Linked DNA regions of Mus musculus: regions 1, 2, 4, 5, 6 and 7 are each linked to region 3. A link is a contact called in public Hi-C and HiChIP or PLAC-seq data. All regions are on one chromosome and are shown on one strand. The core of a region is the stretch at or near the end of the contact, and the rest is flanking DNA. Distances in the headings are between cores, read along the strand shown. Region 1 overlaps Xrcc4 (X-ray repair complementing defective repair in Chinese hamster cells 4). Region 2 has its middle 76 kb from the start of Gm41013. Region 3 holds the start of Vcan (versican). Region 4 has its middle 10 kb from the start of Gm41013. Region 5 overlaps Xrcc4 (X-ray repair complementing defective repair in Chinese hamster cells 4). Region 6 has its middle 7.8 kb from the start of Gm41013. Region 7 has its middle 40 kb from the start of Gm41013.

Region 1 (3,552 bases), core at 482-2,981, 290 kb before region 3:
ACTTAGAGATCATTGAATGTTTAGTCACAGTGTCTTCAGTGAAGCATTGTACGTAATGAAAATAAAGACAAAGATTTGGACATTTGGTGAAATAATAATGGTATAGTTATCTATTGCCAAGATGCCATAAATGTAGACCTTCTGTGCTAATGGTGAATGAAGTAGTCTTACTTGCATAGGTTGACTACTTTCTTTTATGTACTAATGTGTTCCTCCAAGGAAAATAAGGATGTCATTTTTAGTCATGAATACAGGGAGCAGGGTATGATTTGTGTAGAGTAGGAACTCATTAAGATTGATAGATGAGCCTGCTGCCACAGGGTTGTGATCCCATGTCCTCAGGAGGCTGAGGGAAGAGGATTGCAAGGTTAAGGACCAAGTGGACTAGAGTTCAATTAAAGCAGTCTGTGCGCAACTTTGTGAGGCTCTGTCTCAAAATACAAAGTAAAAAGAAAGCTGCTGTATAGTTTAGAGGTAAAGAACTTGCCTAGCATGGAGGAGGTTATATGTTCAAATAGAAACATATGACTAAAATACATGATGATAACCCACAATCTTGTGGGTCATTGCATTGGAGCTGTCATGGTAGCAGAATTCCCATTTGAGAAAAGTCTAAGACACTGTCAATTGATCTCTTGTTTATAGTCCAAAGAGGACTTCTGGCAGGCAGAGAGGATTCATTTTCTTCTTACTATGTACAAAGCTTTATTCTATTGACTAGATTATATCTCCTACATAACCTCCTAATATTTTTAGATCTTCTATAATTTTACTATTAATATATACCCATAATATTTTATAAGTTTGAAATACATAGAATTTTATATTATAATAGTTTATTAAACACAATTAGTAAATGTCCTATTTTAATATTTCTTCATTTTAAAATATGTCATGTGCTAAAAATGTAAAAACTATGGATATGCCCTGGGTTTTCTTTTGCTATTTAAAGCTATTCTTAAAAACTAAGTTGCTCTTTGGAAATGCTTACGTATTGATAACATAGTGATGGAGTATAACATTCAATTTTGCCAAATCAAATTACATAAGTGCACAAAAATAGAAAAAAAATCTTGAGACGTCTGCATGACTCTAAATAATTAGCTGTCAGATTCACAATCACACAGTGATCATATTGGGCAATAGTTTATGCATCCGTAATAAAATACAATTAAGTCTGTAAGTATGTGTAGTGCAAATGACATTTTCTGTATGCCATATCCCAGTGTTGCTTTTATATAAAGTGCCATGATCAACTGTTTATGTTATAATGTGAAATTCTTTATTCTTTCCTCACCAAGTTGTGCAGAGCTCTTACCAAGTGGCAAATTCATAAAGAAATGAGTTCTAATTGTTTTGAATAAATTTCCCGAGCTTCTTCTAGATACTTTCTCATGCTTAAGCTTTTGCTTTCCTGGTGATCTCAGGGGGGTGATCCTGCAGGATTAGGGGAGAGAGAGAGAGAGAGAGAGGGAGAGAGAGAGAGAGAGAGAGAGAGAGAATGTGTTGCTTTTTCGGGGATCAGGAATGTGTGTGTTTGTAGGGGGTGTGATTCTTCAGTGGTTCCTACTTGCTTCTCTCAAGAAAGATAAAGCAGGGCTCAGAAGCCGCAAGCTAGGGCCTTGGCAAAGTGTTTTGGTTGTTTAGCTTTTTTTGTCCCTGTAGTACTTACAGCAATGGAAGCACATTGTGCCTGATTCTTTTGCATGTTGCTTGGAGCCTTTCTCACCATGCTTTGAGTCATCCAGCTTGATTGGAGGCTTTGTGCTTATTCTTCCATCTTAAGCTGTGTTCAGTTTGTATCACTGTGAAGCTTGCTCTTTTCTGAAAGGAAATGGAGCAGCACTGGATTTGGGGAAGAGAGAAAAGGGGTGTGTGTGTGTGTGTGTGAGTGTGTGTGTGTGTCTGTGTGTGTGTGTGTCTGTATGTGTGTGTGTGTCTGTGTGTGTGTATATATATAGGGAAGACTCTGGGAGGGAAGAAGTGAGAGATGTTTGGGTTGTATGAGAGAAGAGTAAATAAAAAGAAAAAAGGAAAGCGACTAAAAATTTCAGTTACTTGGAAATCATTATGTTTTAAATTTATTGTGATACTATAAATCTGTTATTTTCAGGCACTTAAAATGGCACTTAAATAAGCCTGTTCTAAATGCTTTGCAATAGAAGCTTCTTTAGTGAGTGTATCAATCATATGAAGTAGATCCTCTTACCACTCACACATTATAGACACGGGATAAATGGAGAAGAAACTACAGAGCCAGTCAGTGGCCACTGGATTATTAGCTTCACTTTATTACTTCAGATATGTTGATATCTATATTTGCTTTTACTTTAGAGTGACACCTTTGTGATTGCAAATATTATATTGAAATAGATAAGAATATAAGATCATTCCAAAAAGATAAAGTCTAGATGTCTTTAGTGATAATTGACACAGACATAGCTACCTGATTGCTACATGGCTTGGTTGCTGCAGAGGTCCTCATGAAATGTCACTCATTCCTTCAGTTTTTATATATGTCTTGTTTATTGGAAGTCCAACTAACTTCAATAAATAAAGCATATTTCATACTTTGTCTTTAAATCTGCCCATGTTTGGCACAGCAAACTTCCATTTTGCTGACTGCAGCAATTTGAAAGCATTATTATCATAAATTGTGGTTTGACATTTATCTTTAAAATAGTCTTTTCATGTAGTTATTGAATGCAAGTACTCATATAGAAGTTCAATTATTTTTTTTAACACATTTGCAGTTTGGCTGAAGTGCCCAACTATCTTTTGTTGTCTTTTTACTAAACCACTATGATTTTTGTAAATGCCACTGAGATATTCACTAGTCAGTCATGGGGGTGAGAATAAAGTTAAAGAAATTGTATTTTGTTTCTTAATTGTTTGATTTCTTGTTTTAATAATTGTCAAAATATAATAATAACCTATAAAACTGACCAATGTCAGTTACCTCCTGACTATTTTCCTGACTATTTTGTTTATTGTTGAAGAGATAAATGTATTTAGGAGGCATTTGATTAATGCTTCTTGTGTATCTACTAAAACATGTTATAGGATGGAGTCTGTTCATCACCTTTTCCATTGTGTTTAACATACCTTTTCTCTATACATTTTGAAAGTTATTTTGTTTCTGGGAACATAAATAAAGAACAGATGGCTGTTCACACCTCAGTAGGAATACCAGGGGACAGAGGACTTTCATCATGTCCCTGTGGTCCCGTGCTGGCTCTCATGTGGTGGACATCTGTGTCTGTTTGGAATAGTTCCTGCTGCTGTTTGGAGCCTCCTGGGGCTGGTGTCAGTCCTCCTTTCCTTATTTTAAGGCAGCTAGGGTTTCTTAGCCATTTAATAATCTGTAGACAAGTCCAAAATATATCCGAACAAGAGAGTCTTATACGTACCAAGCCTGCTACTCTTGTTTAGGAATGTCTTGTATATCTATATAAACTTTCCTCATTCACAGCTATTATGTTTAGCTATCTTTTTATACTTTTAATCCTCCTGACAGAGCACTGCCCATGATTCCAATCGTTACATTTGGTT
Region 2 (3,403 bases), core at 866-3,365, 500 kb before region 3:
TGATCTCTCTACTATTCAAATAAATGCCTTTACAAACTATGTATTCTACCTCAGAAACCACACTAATTTCTGTATATATACTATTTTATTTAATTCTCATTGTTCTAAAGAGTATTACAACTCATACTTTATAGAGGGGAAAACCTGAAATTCAAGCTCATAAAGTGGTAGAGAGGATGCAGATGGAGCAAGCAAGTGATGAGGTTTAGGGGATGGGTCCATGTAGGACAAGAACAGCATTGCTTAAATAGCAGCAGAATTCCTTTGCATTATTAGGCCTGAGTTCTACTCAAACTGTGGCTATAAAAGCTCTACAGCAGCTGTTCACACAAGCTCACCTCTTGGTTAAATCATCAAACCACAGTGAGCATCTATGGATCATGAACCATGTATCTAAAATATGAAGTTCAAACTCACCATCCTATCTGTAATTCTATACAGTCCATCTATTCACTGACTTCATCTGTGATCATTGTGCTAATCTGTCACCAACATGATCTGTCTCAAATGGTTCCATGTTCTGAGCATGGTTTCTTCCTCCATTCCACTTTTCCTAAATATAGTCATTATTCAGTATCCAAGCTAGGATGTTGGTTCAGGAAGGACCACTTATAGATTCCCAAGCCTGAAGATGCTCAAGTCCCTCATTTCCATTAGCACAGTATTTGTATGTAGCCTGTGCATGTCTCATATGCATTAAATTAGTTATAAATTACATATGGCAGATAATTATCATAGTTAATCTTGATATCTATGCAGAATAAAGTGTTCTTCCAATTATATCTGTGAGGCAGTTCTAAACACATTTAAGATGCAATCAAAAATGTGTCTTGGATATGGCTGGCCCCATCTAATAGGCTAGCAGCCTACAACGAATGAAAATGGAAGGGGAAGCTTAGCAGTATGTGCACACTCCTTTCCTTCTAACCGAGGGTACCTACTACTTCTGCCATCACATGTGTACATCAGACCCCTGCTCTTCAACCTATCAACAAGGACCCCCTCTAGTGTCTGCCCAGGTGTCGTCAACGCCTCCAACCTCAGATTTGGGCTACATTGTTTATCCCTCTTGTTCTGAAGCTCCATGCTTCTTGGGATTAACAGGTAGTGGATTCTCTGGTCCTCTCTCCATCATGCACAATACCTTTCATTCAATAAACTCCATCACTGTATGCTAATCTAATACCTTCCCTAATATCCTATTAATTCTATACCTCTAGAGAGCCTTCTTTGATTCACTAAAAAAACATAGTCATCACAACATACAGTTGAGGAAGTAATGGGGAAACACCTGTATGTACTAAGTACAACTTCTTTCTTTTTAATGTATTTTCAAACCACTGCTTGAATCCAAGTGTACAGACCAAGAGAGGCACCTATATTCTGTTTCCTGTTGCCATTCTTATCTCTCTGAAAACTCTGTCTTTGGATTTGGAAAATCTGCCTCTAACCTTTACACTGAGTAGAAGAGCTGTTATTATCTGCTATATTTACTCACATATTTGTTTAAAGCACATCATCATATGGAATACATAAGGTAAGTAGTTCATTTCTTCTAACTAATCACTGGACTGAGCTCTTCACAGTAGGGTACTCACCAATTCTGGACACACTGCAGAACACTCCAGAGATCCTCTATAAACGCTAACGTAATAGAAGAAAGGGTCCCTAAACTATCCAGGTCATCGGGTCACAAACACCATTTGTTTTTGCTGAATGACATAGGTAATATGCTTACTTTCATTCTATCATTTTATGTATGAAGGACAAAGTAGTAGGAAACCATTTCAGCCAGTGGTTCTATTTTCTTCAACCAACACAGAAAAACTTGTTACAAAAACCCTTCAGTAAAGAGTCAACAACCTTTTGTGAGATGCTTTAATAGAATCACAGGGTGAGGAAAAGCATTTCTCTGTGCCAGCAACTTAATATCTTCCTGTTCCTGCCAGGGATTGTAATTCAGGAACCAATCTCAAACTGAGGAGAAGAAAACCTGAGATGTTTCATGAAAATGGCTGAATGTCATCAGCAGCTATTTAGTGAGGGATGATATGTCAGGAGCAATCTACACATAAAATGCACTCTCACAGAATCCTGGCCATCTGCAGGGTCAGGAAGACTCACAACACTGACATCTCCCGCGGGAGTCTTTTCAGCTTTGTGCTTTTTCTGGCGAGAAGAAATACAGACATTTGTGATTTACTACTGTGTACTTACAGGGATAGAGTGAATTGTTTCTTAGGAAATTCCGGCTGAGATGAGAAACTTAGAAAATAAAAAGCATATATATATATATATATATATATACATATATATATATATATATATCAGAAAGATTGGAAACTGATAAAATATTTTATATTCATAAGAAGGAAAAAAATCTTGTTTCCATTATAGCTTTTGGGATTTCTGAGCCACCTTGGTTCCCTTTCTTGCCTTAGGGATTTCAGTGTTGTGACTGTCTGAGAGAAGCTATTCTCTTTGTTTCTTGCTTCTACTTCCCCCAGGAGGAAGGAGTGACTTAATTAATTGCAGCAATTAGATATAGTGGGACTTCTTAGTTCTTTTTCTTTCTTTCTTTAACTCCTCAGGAATGTGATCAGTCACCACTGTTTTTATGCGATAACATTTTTTTGGATCTGGTAGTCTGTTATCTTTGCTGTTAATTGTTCTAGAATCAAAACAGGATGGATTATTAATTGATACTTTCCAGTAATCCCCACAATGTTGTTTGTGGTGGTACTTCTGCACTATCAAGGCAGAATGAACAGTAAACTCACTTTGATCTCTGGATAGGCCATGGAAGATTCAGTGATTTTTACCAAAGGCAACTATTAACAGCATTAACAAAGAAGGTAATGAGAGACAGGAGTATGGCCTGATGTCTGGGGTTGGGGATGGCTTACTATCAGGACAGATATTAAAACAAAATTTTGAGAGACAGAAATTGAAAGTTTTGAGACTATGGATGGCATTATGAAATCGAGCTTAACAAAATGAAGATCATATTCTACAACGGGCAGTGGAATTGAAGGCCTTCCCACCGCAGACATAAAAGTGAAACTGGCAAGCAAGGTGCTGGGTGGAAGTGAAAAGTGGAGCAAACAAGAGGGATTTCAAGCAAATAGCTAACCAATTGCCTTTGTCTCTACACCAGCTAGAAACAAAACAACCTCTGAGAATAAGTGAATGAACCACAGTGGGATTCTATTGGAATACAGAAGTTTCAAGCTTCTTTGTTCTCCTATTTAGGGAAAGTACTGCCTGTCTTCTGCTGTCTGTTTGATTCACCCTAAGGTGAAGCAAGTTACAGAATACCTTTGTCTGAAACCAAATTGCTGCTGGGGAAATTCCAAAGCCATGATAAGACTTTTGGAGAAATGATCTATTCACAAAATAACAA
Region 3 (3,517 bases), core at 374-2,873:
GAGCTGTGTTCTGATAAGCATCTCTGGTCTGTGCAAGCTTGGGGTGAGTCTCTTTCCATACCTGGTTGTGTTGGCATGTTAAATGCAGTGACTGAAGTCTGATGTCAAGATGTGGCTCTCATTCTGCACAATATATGGGATGAAATTTCAGTTTTAGTAATGGCAGTACAATCGTCGCATAAAGGTTAAATAAGTCACTGTAAGCCAAACTGATTTCGAAATGGCCCGTAGTACAGTTAAGTCACTCACTACAGTGAGTGTAAGTAAAAGGACACATGAAATACACACCGGGGGATGAAATTGTACTGATAATCCTACCACATGTTTATCACTTAAGATCTATGATCATATTGAATCTACAAACCTTAGAAAAGGAGCCCACATGCAGAAGGGTCTAGGTTACAACTTTAGAACTGTGGTTGGCAGCCAATCTAATTAAAGAAATCCAGGGTAAAGACAAACTCTCTGCGTTAATCACTACCGTTTCTGAAGCCCTGTGTTTGATGTCATTCTCTAAGCAAAACATTCAGAGTCAATAATTACAAGGATATTTCCATATTGGTGTAGGAGGAAAAGTTTGTAATTGTTTCAGTACCCTGAGAGTTACTTCGACATGTCTTGCGAACTTATTTTGTCCTCTCTCTAGAAACTCATACTAGACTTCAACGTAACGGAAAATTCAAAGTCGCCCTTTTGTGAGGGTCAGAAATCCTTTGTATTAACTGTTTGACCCTTTGCTCTTTAAGGTCCTAATGGAGTCTTTTGTGATTCAGTGAAGGGTGTGCTTCTCTATATTGATGTTGTTTACATCGATGGATAAGCCTGAGTAGGGGAAAAAAAAAATTGCGAACGTGAAAGATTCCATTTCCAGACAACATGGAAAGACTGGTAAGTCAAAGAAATCTGAGTTAGGCAGAAAATTCTGCAAGATATCCTGTGAAAGACAGAGGTATGGAAGAAGGAAGGAAGCGAAATACATTTAAGGAAAGACGCGGATTTGTGTCAGAGAAAGGATTCTCTTTGAATGGGACAAGGGATTGCTTGGGGGGATTTCCTGTCCAACCCTTTATTGCCAGGGTCTTTGTGTAGGGCCTGATGCCGCGGGCTCCCCATTGGGCAGTTCCCTAGGGAGAGCAGTCACGAAAAGCTTTTGCGTCTCCCTGGGGCTTGGGATCTCACTTTCTCAGTATCTCTTTCAGGTTGGCAGGAGCATTGAGCCTGACACCTCTTCTGATGGGACGAGCAAGCTCCGTGGTCGCATTAAACACATTATACGCAAGTTCTTGGCTGATGTTATAGAGTCCCGTCCGCTCCTAAGGACTGACCATACTTAATTGCTCTGTGCTTGCTGGCCGCAGCAGAGCCTGGGGACTCCTTTCCCCTAATTCAGAAGTAGCAGCCCAGGGCGGGGAAGAGGGGGTGGGGTGGGGATGGGTGGGAAGGCAGTTGTTTGAGACTGCACAGCGAGGTGGTACCGAGTCGTTGAATGAGGAGCACGGATTCCCCCCACCCCCAGCCGATTGGTACTTCTCATCAGGAAGAAACGCTGAGAGGTGGGAGTGCCTGGCCAGGGAGGCAGGCGGTCCCTACCGCAGGCTGAGGGAGCTCCTTTCCGCCCCTCCGCCTGTTTCCAAGCTTGGGCTCTTTGGAGTGACTGAGCTACGGAGCTCTTCAGGAGCCTGTGAATGAACCCTCCTCCTCCTCTCCCTCCTCCTTCTCGCTGAGTCTCCTCCTCGGCTCTGACGGTACAGTGATATAATGACGGTGGGTGTCACAACCCGCATTTGAACTTGCAGGCGAGCTGCCCCGAGCCTTTCTGGGCGAAGAACTCAAGGAGCGCGGGCGCAGCAGCTGTGAGCATTAGGTGCTGTGGCCAAGCGCTGGGACAAGGATCTGCCGCTACCAGCGCATCCTCTCTCCTCTCCAGCTCTGTCCCGCACTCGCTGCACCCTTCCCCAGGCCACCGCGCTTCCTATGTGATCTTCCGGGGCAACGCGGAGCCCTTTCTCACAGCTCAGCAGTGAATTTCCACCCCGAAAACTGCAGTAAGCCGCCTTTCAAGGTAATCACTTTTCTTTTGTTCCCCCATTTAAAAGAAAGAGGGAAAACTTGTTGGGAAAAGAAAACCGTCCAGCTTAGTAGGGGGAAAGACTCACATTGTAATTGGAAGAGGGCTTTAATTAAAGCCAAGAGGACTAGCTGTAAGGCGAAGTTAGAAAAATGTGCGCACTTTCAAACATGAAGGTAACTTGTTAAAGAGATGAATTCAGATAGACCTTGGTGCTGAAAAAGAGCTAGACAAAAGAAGTCCGGGGTGGGGTAGAGGAAAAGGACAAACCGAATAGGGGGAAGGGATTTTGTAGCGAAATCCTAGAAAAGTCCTGCTATCTTGAGTTGGAGGAATGGAATGGACTCCTCACACCTTGATTTTGTTCTCTTTAAAGTGGTCGAGGCAAAAGTTTGAATGGAGAGTCCCCAAACTTGCCCAAATGCAAGCCCCTGAAACCACCTTAGGGCAGACCACCTGGTTTCCTGGCTCCGTGTGTGTGGTCAGTATCTTTGGTTCCTGGAAAGTCACCTCTGGGCAGCTCCTGACAAGGCAGCAGGATACTTTAGCGGCCCAGGACCTGCACGGACATGACCCTTTCCCCCAACCCCTCAGGCAATGTGGGAGGCTATCTGGCAGGGGTTGGGTAGGGTCCTGGGGCTGCTTTTCTTTGATGACTTGAGGGCTGTCAAAGCTCTCTCACGTTGCCCCTGTGTTCTTTTGTCCTGCGCGTGGTGCTCCCGAGCCAGCCGGGAAGGCGCATTGGATGGGGGTGGGGTTGTTGGAACACCGTAGAGGTCTGGGAGGCTCCTGGGCGGGAAAGCTTTCCCTGAACTGGAGGGGTGTGCAGTATCTCCCCCCTCGCTCTGGAAAACGAAATGAAGGCTTGTCCCCCAATCTTTACTAGCAAACCAGGACCCATAGATTCTCCAGACAAAGGTGGCGTGGAGACTCGAGTTGGGGACCAATTGGTGCAGTCTTCTCGCCTGGATTACAGCAGTCCTCTGTTCCCTTCTGTATCTTCATCCGCTCCCATTTCTCCACTTGAGTTGAGCAACTTTACGGGCTGGTGGAGTGGTTGTGGAGAGTGCGTGCCGGGTTTCCCCGGGGACGCCCTGGCTGAGAAAGTCCTACTGCCCTGAGTAGGCGTGGGCATTGCAGAGACTTCTCTAGTGCCTGCAGACCCGGGACATCCCGGTTGTCTCGGTTTGTTCTCGGTGTCAATGGGCGTGGACTGCTCAGAGGGGTTAGACAGAAGAAATAGTGGTAAGAAAATAATGTCATAGCCTAAACTATTTGCTCTCGGATCCAACTACGTTCGCCTCCGCATGTCCTACGTGTTCTCGGGATCCCGAGGAAAGGGAAAGAAATCTCCCCCGAGGCTGCAGGGCAATACTGCCTCAAGTACACCCACAGTGGAGACTCGCTATCTGTGTTCCCTCATCTTTGTGTCTCTTTCTCAGTCTCCAT
Region 4 (3,614 bases), core at 970-3,469, 410 kb before region 3:
TGTTTTTATAGCTGAGTAGTACTCCATTGTGTAAATGTACCACATTTTCTGTATCCATTCCTCTGTTGAGGGACATCTGGGTTCTTTTCAGCTTCTGGCTATTATAAATAGGGCTGCTATGAACATAGTGAAGCATGTGTCCTTATTACTAGTTGGAACATCTTCTGGATATATGCCCAGGAGAGGTATCATGAGATCTTACCGTAATACTATGTCCAATTTTCTGAGGAACCACCATACTGATTTCCAGAGTGGTTGTACAAGCTTGCAATCCCACCAACAATGGAGGAGTTTTCCTCTTTCTCCACATCCTTGCCAGCGTCTGCTGTCACCTGAATTTTTGATCTTAGCCATTGTGACTGGTGTGAGGTGGAATCTCAGGGTTGTTTTGATTTGCACTTCCCTGATGATCAAGGATGTTGAACATTTTTTCAGGTGCTTCCCAGCCATTCAGTATTCCTTAGGGGAGAATTCTTTTTTTAGCTCTGAACCCCATTTTTTAATGGGGTTATTTGATTTTCTGGAGTCCACCTTCTTGAGTTCTTTATATATATTAGATATTAGTCCCCTATCAGTTTAGGATTGGTAAAGATCCTTTCCCAATCTGTTGGAGGCCTTTTTGTCTTATTGACAGTGTCTTTTGCCTTACAGAAGCTTTGCAATTTTATGAGGTCCCATTTGTTGATTCTCAATCTTACAGCCATTGCTGTTCTAGTCAGGAATTTTTCCCCTGTGCCCATATCTTCGAGGCTTTTCCCCACTTTCTCATCTATAAGTTTCAGTGTCTCTGGTTTTATGTGGAATTCCTTGATCCACTTAGACTTGACCTTAGTAGAAGGAGATAAGAATGGCAGGCTGAGAAAGAAATTAGGGAAGGAATTAAGATTTTTAAAGAGTGACTTGTCTAACTAAAAAAAAAAAAAAATCCAGCGAAATATAGGGTTAGGAATTGAGCACATATGTTGTGTGCAATAATTTAAAAACAATCTGCACTATCACCTGCTACAATTCCTTCATCTCCAATTATAGCACCACTTAGCACCACTTAGTCTGATGAACAACACACAGGGCACAACGATGTGAACTATATGTATATGTAGAAATAGTCTCTGAGAGGTTCAATACTTTTGGGCTATGATAAACAAAAAAACAACAGCAGCCACAACAATAAAAAGACCTAAAGATGTTAACAAGACCTACCTCTAGATTTTTCTGGTTGTTCATTTTTCTTGTCTCACTTGTACTATAAATTACTTACATTAAACATCTCACTTTCATGGAATGTAAAAATTATTTTTAATATACACAGTATGGCACAATTTTTGAAAATTCACTTGTGAACAGAGCTCGGATTTCATCTCTTTCTATGACTCCTTTTAACTCTCTTTTCCCAACTGACTGTGTATCAGCCACCAACTGATGCAATTCTCCAGTTGCATACGCCACTCTCCGGATCTTAGATCTCAGCTTTACTCTACGGGGCTTATTATAACTGTGCAGTACATTTCCAGAGCCCCACCCCCAGCATGTCATTCCAAGGAGAAGTGGTGGATTGCTTGCAGCTGGATGCTATTTGGAAAAAAAAAAAGCCGCATATATTTACTAGAGCTTGGGGGGACTGCAGGAGGAGAGAACAATTGTCACCCTAGTCCCTTTTCCTGGCAGCACCTCAAAGGTTGACAAGTGGGAACAGCAGCACCATGCTCTGCCCTGAAAGAGGACAGAGAGAGAGAGAGAGAGAGAGAGAGAGAGAGAGAGAGAGAGAGAGAGAGAGAGAGAGAAATGTTGAAACCCTGAATTGCTTCTCCCTCCTCATTATGTATTATTTGTCAGTCATGGATAAAAGGTGGTTTTTGCCCTCCAGCTGCTAGCCCTGGGGTGCACATAGCACCAGATCTTGCTTCTTTCTTGTGGAACACTTCAAGAAAAATCGATGACTTCACCTTTCTTTGAAAGGTGGCCTTTCTCTCCCCTCCCCGCTTTTTTTCCTTTTTTAAAATTTCATTTTCATCTTTAACCAAATGGTTTAAACAAAGCAAACCATTTGGGAAAGAGATCTAAAATTTTGTTCTCTAATTTTCTGAGACTCACATCTTAGATTTTGAAAATATATATGGAATATTTTTCTCTTTCCTTATGGAGATAAAATGTCTTCAGTTTCTACAATTAGCATAGCTTGGTGCAGGGGGTGGAGTGGAGTTATTGTATTCCTTTGTACTGGGCTGTGAAAATGAGTAAGAAAGCGGATGCAGGCATTCAGTATGAAATTCAGACTTTTAACAGTAAATTCATTTGGTTGCTCAATTTTCAAATTTATTTTATAACAAACAACATTCCTCTCATTTGTACATTTTGCTTTCCTGTTAAAGGGGGTGCTTTAAAAAATCACCACCATTTTCAGTCTTAAGAAAGTTTTTGTAGAACTATAAAAGACATGGAATTCAGACATGTTTTAAGTTCATGTGATGAATACACACTGAATCATGTTGCAGATGACATTCCAGCTGATGCTGCTAAACCATGAATCACAACATTGCACTAATTCTCCACCTCAGAGGGAACCTGTTAGTATTGCCCTTTTCCACATAGTTTGTATCTTTTCTTGTGAAAAAAAGAGAAAAATCTCAGTGGAAGACATGTTAGTTTTTTAAGGTATTTAATCAGTATAGTAGAAGTACACACATAGTCACTTTTTTTTTTAAACTAGCTAAAAAACACTCAGAATAATAGACTGTAGTAAAAGCTTTACCAGGTAGCAGACATGATAATCTGCAAAAAACAGAAATTGTTTTCATAATACATTTTATTCTTTTGGCTTATTTGTTTTATTATTTTATGGCCAGAATTTGATGCTACCTGGAAAAATTCAATATTGTAAGGCCTAGAAACTCAAGTTCTCCTTTTCCTTACATACATAGAAATGTAAGGGATTGCATCTGCTGTAAATTTTGGGGGAAGCAAGGATTGGTCAACAGCTTTGGCCCACCTATTTCTTCAAGCTCCTTATTTGTGTATAGGCAGGTGGGACACCCTACAATAAACTCAGTATCAAGGATAACAAACCTTCTGAGGGAGGAGAGCTGGAAGGCAGTGAGGGCCAAGCTCCCAGGTGAGGCTGTCCCAGTCTTCATATGCTTTCCATCCTAAGCTATGAAGGGCTGGGACATGCTTCTCTGTCCCAGAGAATTCATGTTTTCTCATTTTACTTAAACTGTTTCTGGATGGTGCCTATCTCCTCTATAGGATCCTTGGAAATGAACTGTGCAAAACTTGGTAAAAAGCTCAAACATTCATAATCAGACATGAAATTCTAGAAGTGTATTCAGTGATTCCATTTCTAACTAAGGACAAGTCTTATTAAAACACAAGCTTTTAACTATGGTTGAGCCCTAACATCTATTAAGTGTACATTACATTTTTGAATAGTTGGAATTCATATGAGAACTTGAGCTTGAACTTATAGGATCAGCAGTGTGAGATGGGTCAGTTATAAAATTCTCTAGATTTCAAAAGGAAATTCATTCCTGACCATAAAGAAGCTCCCAAGTAGATGAGGAATCTGTGGTGCTCGCTGACAATGTGCATCTGATTTTGCTTTGAAGACTCTTGTTTCT
Region 5 (3,607 bases), core at 110-2,609, 320 kb before region 3:
GATTGCATGCTTTCTAGCCAAGCAATCTGCTACTTGGCTTAATTTCTGCACCAATTTGGACTAAGGAGGTAGCTACTTTAAAAGTTTGTGTTTATTCATTTTATAGCCTACCTAAATTAAATAGACATCAAATTTGCTTTTGCCTTTGGTTTATCAATTATCTGAGATTTACAGCTTAAGAAAGAGAATTTTATCAGGTTCATTGATAATAACTAAGAAATTGGTTCTTGTTTTTCTGTTTGTTTTGTTTGCTTATTTTGTTTTTAGTTAAATCTAATTTTTAAATGCTTTTGAAGCAATCTTTTAAACTCATAATAGTAAAGGAGATTTACCAATCTGAGAAGTATTTGAAGAAATAAATAAAATTATTATTTTCAAATATATGTTATTGTGGGGAATAATGTAGAACAGCTGTCCCTTGTAATTTCATTTATAAGTTCTATATTTATATTCACTGTCAATGCTTGTTTTTTTTATCATGTTGAGCTTAGTCACATAATAATTTAAAATAGGTGAAGATTTTAACTACCACATTCAGTTTAGTATCAATTGTGTTCTTTTCTGTCGTCCAAGCTCAATCAGATGATGTTAAATGCCCTTACAAGTACTGCCTGTTTCTTCTCATATTGCAAAATGGAACAGGTCAAATTAAGAGCAATGCTATTTCCTATTCAGCAGACATTTTTTTTCAGTAGTTTGTGTCATTTTGTGGTAACATATGTCAAGTCACTGAGAAGCTTTTGGTACCTGGGATGTGAAAGGCTGGGGCTTGGCAGGTGCAGTGCTGGAGGGCTTGCCCCGGCTGCTTGCTTGTGCATCCTGCTTTCCTGATTCTGTGAGTAAAAATCTTTAATTCCTCATGAATTATGTCATTTACAGTTGTCTTGCTATAAATAAATTATAGACTGGCAGTAATCCTGGAAATTTCTTTGCTTTCTATCCTTAAATTAATCACTCTTTATCAAAACCAGGGCCTTGAATACTGTTTTTTACTGATTCTTACTAGTGATAAAACAATACAAGCACACTCAGGAATGCAGCAGCGTGCTGAGTCCCTAGACAATTTGCCTTTAACCATCACAGTGAAGTTTAGATGGCTGCTACCATGTTTACTGTTGCACACTGTTTGTTGTTGATAAGTTTGTTTGTGCCTGGATTGTTTGAGAGAGAATTTTAAATATTTAATTGAGTTAAAACTTTCTGTGCTAAGCTCAGCTTTCTAGATGCGGCTAAAACATTGGCAAGCTTATTCAGTCAGACTTCCTTAGGAGTCTTCTACAATGCCATGTGTTCTGCAAACTGATTCAGAATGATACTATCTCCTAAGTTGTTCTGCTGGCAAAAATGTGCTGACAGTTGCACACATGGCAAAATGCTGTAAGGTTCATTGCACTTGGATGACCCTGACATTATGAAGGAGTTTGTAATGCTTTCCTTAATGACACAGATAACTGTGAAATTTGTCAAAAATGACCACTGAAACTCAGAAGGATGAGAAAGAATGTACAGATTCAACTCAGAACGATATAGTAAATTTTGTTGTGTTTCCACATAATAGTGTTCCCATAGCAAAGAGACCTCTGTGAATCCCTACTCCAGATCATTCTTGTCTGGCCCTCTGGCAGGCACAGTTTTAGCCATTTCTTGCCATCTTCAAATCTTTCATGTGCCAAGTCATGTATTCAGGATCACTGCACATCTTGAACATTTGGAATATACAAGTCATGTAAGGATTGTGTGAAATTTACAGTTTTGCTTTCCCCTTTAAGAAAGGAAAATACTATTATCATTTTTTTATTTTTAGAGATCCATTTTAAGAAAAAATAATTCATATTTTTACTGAGTATTAGAAATTTCAGTTTCCAGTGTAAAGAGATACATAACCTTGTTTGTTGATGTTCAGGTTTCAGGAAGAATGGGTTCACAGTTTTTACGAGATTAGCTCTGAATTCATAACTAAACCCTTTAAAGTGTATGTTCTGATTAGATTTTCTTTTTTAGGAAAAGGAGTTATTTTCTTTTAATCTTAATACCCACTACAATTAATATTATATGATTATTTGTAAATTAATATATTTATATTATTTCTGTATAGTGTGAACCTCTGTGATGCTCACTACTAAGAAGTCTGTTAGTGATATAAGCTGGTGTGCACTGTAGTGTGACCACTGGGAGTTGTTCATGCATGTACCTTTACAAAACCTGTCTCTGCCTGATTATTTTCTCAACTTTTCATAAGTCAACTTGATTTTGAGGTAGACACTTGGTCTCTTGACACTGTAGCTTCATAATATAATTCTCTTCTTATTTTGCTTTAGCTAGATTTAGTTTGGTAGTAAGTTATAGCTAAATGTTTATTTTATTCTTCTTTTATACAGATGACTGCAGTTTCCTTTCCCTCCATTCCTCCCAGCCTCCTTCCCCCACCTCCTTTCTCACCCATATCTACTACTTCCCTGTTTCCTTTCAGAAAAGAACACTCTTCTCAGGGATATAAACTTTATATGGCCTAACAAGTTACAATAAGACTAGCTATAAACCCTCATGTCAACACTGGACAAGGCGACCCAGGAGGGAGACAAGGGTCCCCACAGTAGGCAAAAGCATCAGCTACCTCCCATGCCCACAAGAACACCAAGCTACACAGTAATAATATGTAGGCAGACAACCTAGCATAGATCTATGCAGACTCCAAGATTGCTGCTTCAGTCTCTGTAAGCCCCTATGAGCCCTGTTTAGTTGATTCTGTGGGCCACATTCTCCTGCTGCCCTAGACTCCTCTTGGCTCCTACAGTCCTTCCTCCTCCTTGTTTGTAGGGTTGCCCAAGCTCTTCCTAATGTTTGGCTATTAGTTTCTTCATCTGCTTTCATCAGTTGCTGGATGAATCTGTTAGATGACAAATGGGCTATGCACTGATCTATGAGTGTAGCAGAATACCATTAAGAATCATCTTATTGACTTTTTTCCCAGTTGTATTCGGTTCTATTTTAGGTCTCTGGGCTATCCAGTCTCTGGTTCCTTGGTGATTATTGGTTGGCCACTCATACAAGTTCTGCACCACCATTGCCCCAGCACATCATGCTTACAGGACAAAATGTAGGTCAAAGGTTTTCTGTCTGGGTTTGTGTCTCAGACCCACCACTGGAAGCCTTGCCTGGTGTCAGAAGAGAGCTGATTCAGACTCTGTATCTTCCATTACTGTGAGTCCTTGCTAAGGTCAGGTCTATAGATTCAGAGAGTTTCCATTATTTCCCAAATTGTCCCCTTAATGTCCTCCATTTTCAGTCATTTTCTTGTACTCTGTTCTTTGACTGCACAACCTCAACCAGAACCTTCCTGTTCCCATCCACAACCACCCCAAGTCCACCCACAAACATCTATTCTATTTCCTCTTCCCAGGGCGATGTATTTGTCCTTCCTCAACCCTCCTTGCTATTTAGCATCTCCAGGTCTGTGGATTATAGAATAATTACCTTTATAGGACAGCTAGTATCTACTTATGTGTGAGTACATATAACATCTGTCTTTCAGGGTCTTGGTTACCTCACTCAGGATGATTTTTTTCCACTTCTATATGCTGCCTGCAAATTTCATGTAAAGTTCATT
Region 6 (3,322 bases), core at 632-3,131, 430 kb before region 3:
GGATTATTGTCTGCTTGTGCTTATGTACAGTGCATGTAGAGTACAGAAGAGAACATCAGAACCCTTGGAACTGGAGTTATGGGTAGTTGTGAGCTACCATGTAGATACTGAAAACTAAACTCAGCTAGCAATGTTCTTAACTGCCAAGTCACCTCCTCAGCCTCCACCATGTAGATGATTTCAAAATATAGTCTGTGACAGTATAGTTGCAATGGGACTGTAAGTTATTTGTGTGGGTTATGTTTGGTTGCTTGAGACCTGGTCTACATGATGCCCAGGCTGGCCTTGAACTTAATAGGTCACTGAGGCTGGATTTGAACTCCCAGCCCTCTGCACTGCTGAGATTATGGTCATATCCCATCATGTTCTACCCTTGCTAGTGGATTATTAACAAGTTAATCACTTCTTTATTAAAATTCAAATTAAAAGTACTTGTTTGTTGATTCAGCCTCTGAGATTCCGTAGGGTTAGGCTTCATAACACAAGCATGTTTTCATTTTTCATCCTAAGCTTATAGAAAATTCTTCTTTATTCTGCTCAATCTCACCCACTATCATTTCCTTTTATTCATTACTCAGGCAAGATAAATCATGTGTCCTATCTCATATATTGTTCTGATGAGAATTGTCTTTTTACTATGGTCTCAAACAAGACACCATGGATACCTTGACCTGCATGGCAAAGATTCTGTGCTGAGAATGATGTTGTGAGTCATTCATATATGCTGATTTACTTTCCATGTGGAACCACTCTCTTCAAGTAACCACCACACATCTGTGGTGGGCCCATTGGCAGGCTGTGTAAGCAAAACCTTGAATCCAGGAGAAGACTGGATTCCACAGGGGCAGCCAGGATGGGCACATTTAGCATCCTCTGGCAGCATTGGCTCACTCCTTCCTGTCTGAGTCTCTAAACATGTGCTTTAATCATTCCAGCTCACTGACTCATGAAATGTAAACACAAAGGTGATAATTAGTTAGAAGGGCATAGTCCTTTCTTGCAAGTTGAATGCACCTTCCTGCTAGAATTTCACTCTCAGAAAAGACATGTAATACCTGACACTTGAGTTTGCCTTGGTTCAGTTTTCCTCAAGCTTGATACTGCTGGCTTCAGATTCATAATATTTTGCTTGGATTTTCAACTGTATTCAAATCTGCATAACTTCCACAACCAGCTGAGACAAACCAGATGAAGAATTTCAACCACATATATTCACCATGTCCAATTATTTCTATTTCTTTCCTTTTTCCTTTTTTCTTGCTTCTCTTTTTTCTTTTTTTCTTTTTTCTTTTCTTTTCTTTTCTTTTCTTTTCTTTTCTTTTTTTTTTTTTTTTTTTCTTTTTTTTTCCCCATTTTGGTTTCTGGTTTCCCATCTGTGTGGCTTAGTTCCTGTGAGGCCAGATTTAGAAATGGGTGGGAAACTATTGCCTAACTTAAGGAGTGTTAATCATTTCCCCTTAATAGAAGTAACATTTTTATTGCAGCTTTAGTGATGGAATCTTTTCCTGAGGCATGAAACAATAACAAAATCCCTCTTACATACCTGTCTCAAAAGAATTCTAATCTGTCTGGGAGGCAGCCACCCCTGAAGGATGCTTAGGCTGTTCTCAGAGGGTTGGCACACTTGGGGATATGCTAAAGATATGCAGAAGTTTAAGTAACTTCCCAATCATCCGCGGTGAAAGAAGAGACACTGACTTCAAGCATTTGGAGTTCTGGTTCTGGTCTGCATTTTGTCAGGTGTGACTTTATAGCAGGCAGCATTTATTTAAATTTACCAAGCCTTTTATATTCATTCTGCGGAATGCCTGCAATGTTGCAATTTGCAGACTAATTTAAACCAAGACACAGAGAGGGCAAGTGAGCAGCTGGAGTCCACACAGCTAGCTGTTTGCAGAACCAGATGCTAGCCCCGGGTTTTCTTTCCTGTCTCAGATTCTACTGCCATCTACACTATGAGGATATTTTTCCTTTACAGAGTTTGTGTTTTGATTTATCTTAATCTGAAAAATGAGGTGATTTAGCTAAACCTCAAAAAAACCCTTTGATCTTGAATACCCTATGATCTTATAATTGAGTGCTATCCTCAAATTTGGGGAGAATACAATTTGGTTCAGTTCAGCCCAAACAATACACATATTTATAAAATAAAGTTGAGAAGCAGTGGGCCAGGAGTGGTATGAGATTAAGGTCTGGTATTAATCTGGGAAAGCTTCCGGACTAAAAGGGTTTCATCTGGTGCAGGCAGGAAGAGCTGTGATGTTGGTTGGCAGACGGGAGGGACTCAACTCAAGCCTCTTCAGAGCTCTAGCAACAGAGGATTCAAAAGGAAAGGCCATTAGCAGGGCCTCCTGATGGAATGACAGGCTCTCAGCATCAAGCATCTTACTGAGGAAAATAAAAATGGGCCTCTAGCTCAGAGCCTTTCCTTTCTTGGGAATTCATACATCATTGACTGGCTGATTGCCTGACTAAGGTGACCTGAGCTGCAGAGTTGCTTTGAAGCTTACAGTTAACAAGCTGTAATTGAGTAACTGTCCAAAGATTCAAATGCATGGAAAACCATGAAAGAGTAACGTTTCCATGTTTCCGAGTTTGCCAACATACGGTTTTCTTTCTCCTGTGCACTTTGTCCCTCTCTGAATTTATAACATGTACATCAAGATGTACTCTAACTGTTCATAATTAACACTTAGCATGTTTTTTCCAAAATATTGGCAATGTTAGCAAATGTTGACACTGTATCTTTTCTAGTCTGCTAGGGATAAAGTACCCATATTGAAAAATCATCTCTCTTTTTCACTCAGTTTGAGACCTTTTTAAAGAAGGGAATTCTAAGATTTGCAGGGTCACTGTGAGTGGAACAGCTGAAGATATACGTGCAGGCTGAGGAACTAGAGTAGAACTCTATACAGTGAGCTCTCTGTATCTTTCCTCTGACATGGAGCTAATGGGAAATGCAATTTTGAACTTATAAAAACAATTCTATTTAGAGGTTGTAAAGATCCTTCAGTCAGTGAACTCAAGCTCTCATCCATGTTGAAAAATGTAGCATGGCAGCATGTGTTTGTAATCCTACTACTAGGGAAGCTGGAAGGGCCCCTCTCCTGGGTTCACTGGCTTAAGCCAAGATTGACCTGAGGTCTACAAACATAGATTTATTCATTTGCATATGCACACACCCCAACAACACATGAAAATACACACACAGGTGAGGAGGCATACATACTCATGCACACACCTATCTTATACATGCACCTACCCATGCATGCACACACCCATGCATGCACACACCCATGCATGTTCATACATCATCAAATAA
Region 7 (3,448 bases), core at 494-2,993, 460 kb before region 3:
CAAGTTAAGTCAGGATCAGATAAACCATCTTAACAGTCCCATAACCCCTAAGGAAATAGAAGCAGTCATTAAAAGTCTCCCAACCAAAACAAGCCCAGGACCAGATGGTTTTTGTGCAGAATTTTATCAGACCTTCAAAGAAGACCTAAAAAAAATACTTCTCAAACTATTCCAAAAAAGAGAAACAGAAGGAATACTACCCAGTTTGTTCTATGAAGCTACAGTTTCGCTGATATCTAAACCATACAAAGTTCCAACAAAGAAAGTAAACATAACAATTTTCCTTATAAATATCAATGCAAAAAATATTCAATATAATTATCATAAACAGAATTCAAGAACAAACCAAAGTGAATTCACCATGATCAAGTAGACTTCATCCCAGGGATGTAGGGATGATTCAATATGCAGAAATTCATCCACATAATCCACTATATAAACAAACTCAAAGGAAAAAAAAACACATGATCATTACATTAGATGCTGGGAAAGCCTTTAACAAAATACAACACCCCTTCATGTTAAAAGTTTTGGAAAAATAAGGAATTCAATGCACTTATGTAAACACAATAAAAGCAATATACAGAAAACCAATAGCCAACATCAAATTAAATGGAGAGAAACTTGACACAATCCCACTAACATCAGGGACAAGAAAAGGCTGCCCACTCTCTCCCTAGTTATTCAATACAATAATTGAAGTTCTAGCTAGAGCAATTTGACAACAAAAGGAGATCAAAAGGATACAAATTGTAAAGGAAGAAGATAAAATATCACTATTTGGGGATGAGATGATAGTATACATAAAAGACCCCAAAAATTCTACCAGAGCACTTCTCCAGTGGATAACTTCAACAAAGTGGCTGGATATAAAATTAACTCAAACTAATCAGAAGCCTTCCTGTACACAAAGGATAAACGGGCTGAGAAAGAAATTAGGGAAACAACACCCTTCACAATAGTCACAAATAATATAAAATACCTTGGTGTGACTCTAACCAAGGAAGTGAAAGATCTGTATGACAAGAACTTCAAGTCTCTGAAGAAAGAAATTGAAGAAGATCTCAGAAAATGGAAAGATCTTCCATGCGCATGTATCATCAAGATTAACACAGTAAAACTGGCCATCTTACCAAATGCAATTTACAGATTCAATGTAGTCCCCCATCAAAAATTCAACTTAATTCTTCACAGAGATAAAAAGAGCAATTTTCAACTTCATAGGGGAGAACAAAATCCCAGGGTAATGAAAACAGTTCTCAATAATAAAAGAACTTCTGGAATCATGATCCCTGACCTCAAGCTATACTACAGAGCAAAAGTGATAAAAACTGTATGGTATTTGGTACAGAGACAGAAAGGTAGATCAACGGAATAGAATTAAACAACCAGAAATAAACCCACATACTTATGGTCACTTGATCTTAGGCAAAGAGGCCAAAATATACAATGAAAAAAAAAAAGAAAGCATGTTCAATAAATGGTGCTTGTCTAACTGGCAGTCTGTGTGTAGAAAAGTGAAAATAGATCCATGTTTGACACCTACACAAAGGTCAAGTCCAAATGGATCATGGACTTTCACATAAAACCAGATATGCTGAATCTAATAGAAGAAAAAGTGGAAAGAGACTTGAACACTGTGACCTTCCCCCAGCCTTGAGCAGGCTGACTCAGACCTCACTTGCCACAGCCAGCTACCCCACCCAAAGTAGAGGCTTCTGATCTAGGTAAAGTCTATTGTTCTGCCACATCTGCAGCTTTCCTCCAAGATGCCATGACCTGCTAAGAGGCTGAACCTGTTTTGCTGACACTATCCAGACAAAGCAAGGATCCTGACAAAGCAACAAGATCCTGGCATGGTAGGGATGGGATCCTCCGCTGCCCCCTTGCTTTATAAGCTCAGACTCATAAGTAAACATTGGCCTTGATCAGAAAACTTTGTCTTGGCTCGTTATTTCTCTCGCAGCCTTTCCCATTCAAAACCCGATTTACTTTCAGGAACCCAGTAACCTGTATCCACAGGCCGCTACAGGTGCCGCCCCACAAATGGCCTGAAAGCAGAAAGAAGGACTGGGGTTACACTGTCTTGGTGGGGCTCCATAGAAAACAGAAGAAGATGTATCCTGCACAGTAAGCAATATACAGCATTAATGTTAGAGCTAAAAATTTCACCTTTTGAAGGCTGTTGATTACAAGGGTGCAAAAACGATACAGGCTAGACTGAGTCAGCATTGGCCCAGCACTAATATCAGCTAGGGGTTGACAATGGGAAATGGGATTGGAAAACTCTAAACAGGCATTTGTCCACAGCCAAGAACTACATCAGGCAAGCGGAGTAGGGCTTAAAATAATAAGAAAAGAAGAGAAGAGAAGAGAAGAGAAGAGAAGAGAAGAGAAGAGAAGAGAAGAGAAGAGAAGAGAAGGAAAGAAAAGAAAAGGAAAGAAAAGGAAAGAAAAAGAATAAAATAAAATGAAATGAAATAAAGGAGATGATAGATATACAAATGACATGAGAGAGATAGAGATCAAGAGAGAAGAAAAATGGATTTTGGAGCTCTCCCCAGGACAGAAGGAAATCGGGAGACATCTCTGGCCCCTACAGGAGACACCCTTAGTCCTAGTTACATCAAGTTCTCTACCCTTTCTGTATTGTCTGTGTTTGGTACACCAATCTGTCCATGTGTCAATTCATGTCTGTTTTTGTTTTGTTATCTGAATGACTGTTGTTCTATGTTTCATGTTGAAAAGAAAAAAATGGTTAAAACTTTATCTGATGGATGTCATCTCTTGATTCAGTCTCAGTTTGCACAGTGTAGGCTGATTAAAGTTGCCCTGCACCTTAGCCAGGAGTCAAGCACAGCAGGAGAGCCCCTGCTGAAGATCTGTTTATAAAAGGAGTCTGCAGCTTCTTAGTTCTAAGGCAAATAAGCTGATAGTTGTTTTTTTCCTAGAAAATTCTCTGCAATTGTGATTATTGGGTTCAGCAAATGACAAAGTGTTTTTCCTCTAAAATTATAGCTAGAAAAAGTAAAAATTCTTAGATAGATCTAAATTTATAAGATTTGTGTAGCCACTTCATTTGGTTTCTGACTGGTCTTAAAGGTATAAATGTGCTCTGCATGTCTTGCTCATAGAGTATTGGCTTATAAGTTATTGGGTATGATTAAAAAGGTGTAACATTGGTAATAAGAAAGTTAGCTTAAACTGATAATTCAGAGTTGGAGTCATTTTAAACAACAACATGTGGCATGAACCAGCCCAGGAAAATAGGCCTCTATGGATACTTCTAAATTGGGATAATATTTTCTTTAATTCTTATCCTAGAAACTAAACTTATAAGAGATAAGATTTAAAACAATGTCTCTTTAATGAAGCATTAAAAGTTGCACTGTCATGCATTCATATGTACGAATTGGCAGCCAAACTTCGTAACATGAAAGTGATGTTT

The links. HiChIP or PLAC-seq counts read pairs in DNA pulled down with a chosen protein or histone mark. A called contact is a pair of places that touch in the nucleus more often than the background predicts.
Region 1: a contact with region 3 is called in an H3K27ac HiChIP or PLAC-seq map of neural progenitor cells, with 5 times the contacts expected there. The contact joins the enhancer-like site here to the promoter of Vcan in region 3. A contact is called at or near these places in 9 of 39 promoter capture datasets (the C10 cell line, cranial neural crest, hematopoietic stem and progenitor cells and 5 more), 1 of 15 datasets of contacts at CTCF or cohesin (pro-B cells), 3 of 484 Hi-C or Micro-C datasets (the C2C12 cell line, bone marrow-derived macrophages and granulosa cells), 11 of 115 datasets of contacts at active chromatin or transcription factors (acute myeloid leukemia, bone marrow-derived macrophages, cardiomyocytes and 6 more) and 3 of 9 other capture datasets (adipose tissue, liver and pancreatic islet).
Region 2: a contact with region 3 is called in an H3K4me3 HiChIP or PLAC-seq map of the 230-238 cell line, with 7 times the contacts expected there. The contact joins the enhancer-like site here to the promoter of Vcan in region 3. A contact is called at or near these places in 10 of 39 promoter capture datasets (the 3T3-L1 cell line, the C10 cell line, HPC-7-derived erythroid cells and 5 more), 1 of 15 datasets of contacts at CTCF or cohesin (pro-B cells), 9 of 484 Hi-C or Micro-C datasets (the 3T3-L1 cell line, 3T3-L1-derived adipocytes, Th1 cells and 6 more), 13 of 115 datasets of contacts at active chromatin or transcription factors (the 230-238 cell line, astrocytes, bone marrow-derived macrophages and 8 more) and 1 of 9 other capture datasets (adipose tissue).
Region 4: a contact with region 3 is called in an H3K4me3 HiChIP or PLAC-seq map of craniofacial prominence, with 4 times the contacts expected there. The contact joins the enhancer-like site here to the promoter of Vcan in region 3. A contact is called at or near these places in 12 of 39 promoter capture datasets (the 3T3-L1 cell line, the C10 cell line, HPC-7-derived erythroid cells and 8 more), 2 of 15 datasets of contacts at CTCF or cohesin (the NIH/3T3 cell line and large pre-B cells), 4 of 484 Hi-C or Micro-C datasets (bone marrow-derived macrophages, cortical neurons, embryonic stem cells and 1 more), 19 of 115 datasets of contacts at active chromatin or transcription factors (the NIH/3T3 cell line, acute myeloid leukemia, astrocytes and 14 more) and 3 of 9 other capture datasets (adipose tissue, liver and macrophages).
Region 5: a contact with region 3 is called in a RAD21 HiChIP or PLAC-seq map of pro-B cells, with 2.8 times the contacts expected there. The contact joins the enhancer-like site here to the promoter of Vcan in region 3. A contact is called at or near these places in 5 of 39 promoter capture datasets (the C10 cell line, HPC-7-derived erythroid cells, cranial neural crest and 2 more), 4 of 15 datasets of contacts at CTCF or cohesin (the NIH/3T3 cell line, large pre-B cells, pro-B cells and 1 more), 10 of 484 Hi-C or Micro-C datasets (the BV-2 cell line, the C10 cell line, the N1E-115 cell line and 7 more), 23 of 115 datasets of contacts at active chromatin or transcription factors (the 230-238 cell line, the NIH/3T3 cell line, acute myeloid leukemia and 14 more) and 4 of 9 other capture datasets (adipose tissue, embryonic stem cells, liver and 1 more).
Region 6: a Hi-C map of nephron progenitors shows a contact between it and region 3, with 5 times the contacts expected there. The contact joins the enhancer-like site here to the promoter of Vcan in region 3. A contact is called at or near these places in 9 of 39 promoter capture datasets (HPC-7-derived erythroid cells, cranial neural crest, embryonic stem cells and 6 more), 3 of 484 Hi-C or Micro-C datasets (bone marrow-derived macrophages and nephron progenitors), 9 of 115 datasets of contacts at active chromatin or transcription factors (the 230-238 cell line, bone marrow-derived macrophages, embryonic basal ganglia and 4 more) and 4 of 9 other capture datasets (adipose tissue, embryonic stem cells, liver and 1 more).
Region 7: a contact with region 3 is called in an H3K27ac HiChIP or PLAC-seq map of embryonic stem cells, with 3 times the contacts expected there. The contact joins the enhancer-like site here to the promoter of Vcan in region 3. A contact is called at or near these places in 5 of 39 promoter capture datasets (the 3T3-L1 cell line, the C10 cell line, cranial neural crest and 2 more), 1 of 15 datasets of contacts at CTCF or cohesin (pro-B cells), 1 of 484 Hi-C or Micro-C datasets (uterus) and 11 of 115 datasets of contacts at active chromatin or transcription factors (the 230-238 cell line, the NIH/3T3 cell line, embryonic basal ganglia and 6 more).

What each region holds. Positions count from the first base shown.
Region 1 is chr13:90,030,805-90,034,356 of GRCm38.p6, reverse strand. The region is part of intron 3 of Xrcc4 (X-ray repair complementing defective repair in Chinese hamster cells 4); the gene reads left to right. Among named protein-coding and RNA genes, the nearest start is that of Xrcc4, 57 kb to the left of the region's middle. Within about 2 kb of position 1,731, at least 6 of the 459 cell types and tissues checked have an H3K27ac peak or open chromatin away from gene starts, as enhancers often do. A contact at or near this core is called in neural progenitor cells, where this site is marked.
Region 2 is chr13:90,237,248-90,240,650 of GRCm38.p6, reverse strand. No RefSeq gene overlaps it. Among named protein-coding and RNA genes, the nearest start is that of Gm41013, 76 kb to the right of the region's middle. Within about 2 kb of position 2,115, at least 7 of the 459 cell types and tissues checked have an H3K27ac peak or open chromatin away from gene starts, as enhancers often do.
Region 3 is chr13:89,740,618-89,744,134 of GRCm38.p6, reverse strand. Vcan (versican) reads left to right here and starts at 1,623. Exons shown (of 15, transcript NM_001081249.1): 1 at 1,623-2,062. The region is part of intron 1 of Gm4117 (a long non-coding RNA gene); the gene reads right to left.
Region 4 is chr13:90,150,961-90,154,574 of GRCm38.p6, reverse strand. No RefSeq gene overlaps it. Among named protein-coding and RNA genes, the nearest start is that of Gm41013, 10 kb to the left of the region's middle. Within about 2 kb of position 2,219, at least 45 of the 459 cell types and tissues checked have an H3K27ac peak or open chromatin away from gene starts, as enhancers often do. A contact at or near this core is called in the NIH/3T3 cell line, cortical neurons, craniofacial prominence and 5 more, where this site is marked.
Region 5 is chr13:90,055,628-90,059,234 of GRCm38.p6, reverse strand. All of the region lies in intron 3 of Xrcc4 (X-ray repair complementing defective repair in Chinese hamster cells 4), which reads left to right. Among named protein-coding and RNA genes, the nearest start is that of Xrcc4, 32 kb to the left of the region's middle. Within about 2 kb of position 1,359, at least 9 of the 459 cell types and tissues checked have an H3K27ac peak or open chromatin away from gene starts, as enhancers often do. A contact at or near this core is called in pro-B cells, where this site is marked.
Region 6 is chr13:90,169,165-90,172,486 of GRCm38.p6, reverse strand. No RefSeq gene overlaps it. Among named protein-coding and RNA genes, the nearest start is that of Gm41013, 7.8 kb to the right of the region's middle. Within about 2 kb of position 1,881, at least 15 of the 459 cell types and tissues checked have an H3K27ac peak or open chromatin away from gene starts, as enhancers often do. A contact at or near this core is called in bone marrow-derived macrophages and nephron progenitors, where this site is marked.
Region 7 is chr13:90,201,571-90,205,018 of GRCm38.p6, reverse strand. No RefSeq gene overlaps it. Among named protein-coding and RNA genes, the nearest start is that of Gm41013, 40 kb to the right of the region's middle. Within about 2 kb of position 1,743, at least 5 of the 459 cell types and tissues checked have an H3K27ac peak or open chromatin away from gene starts, as enhancers often do. A contact at or near this core is called in embryonic stem cells, where this site is marked.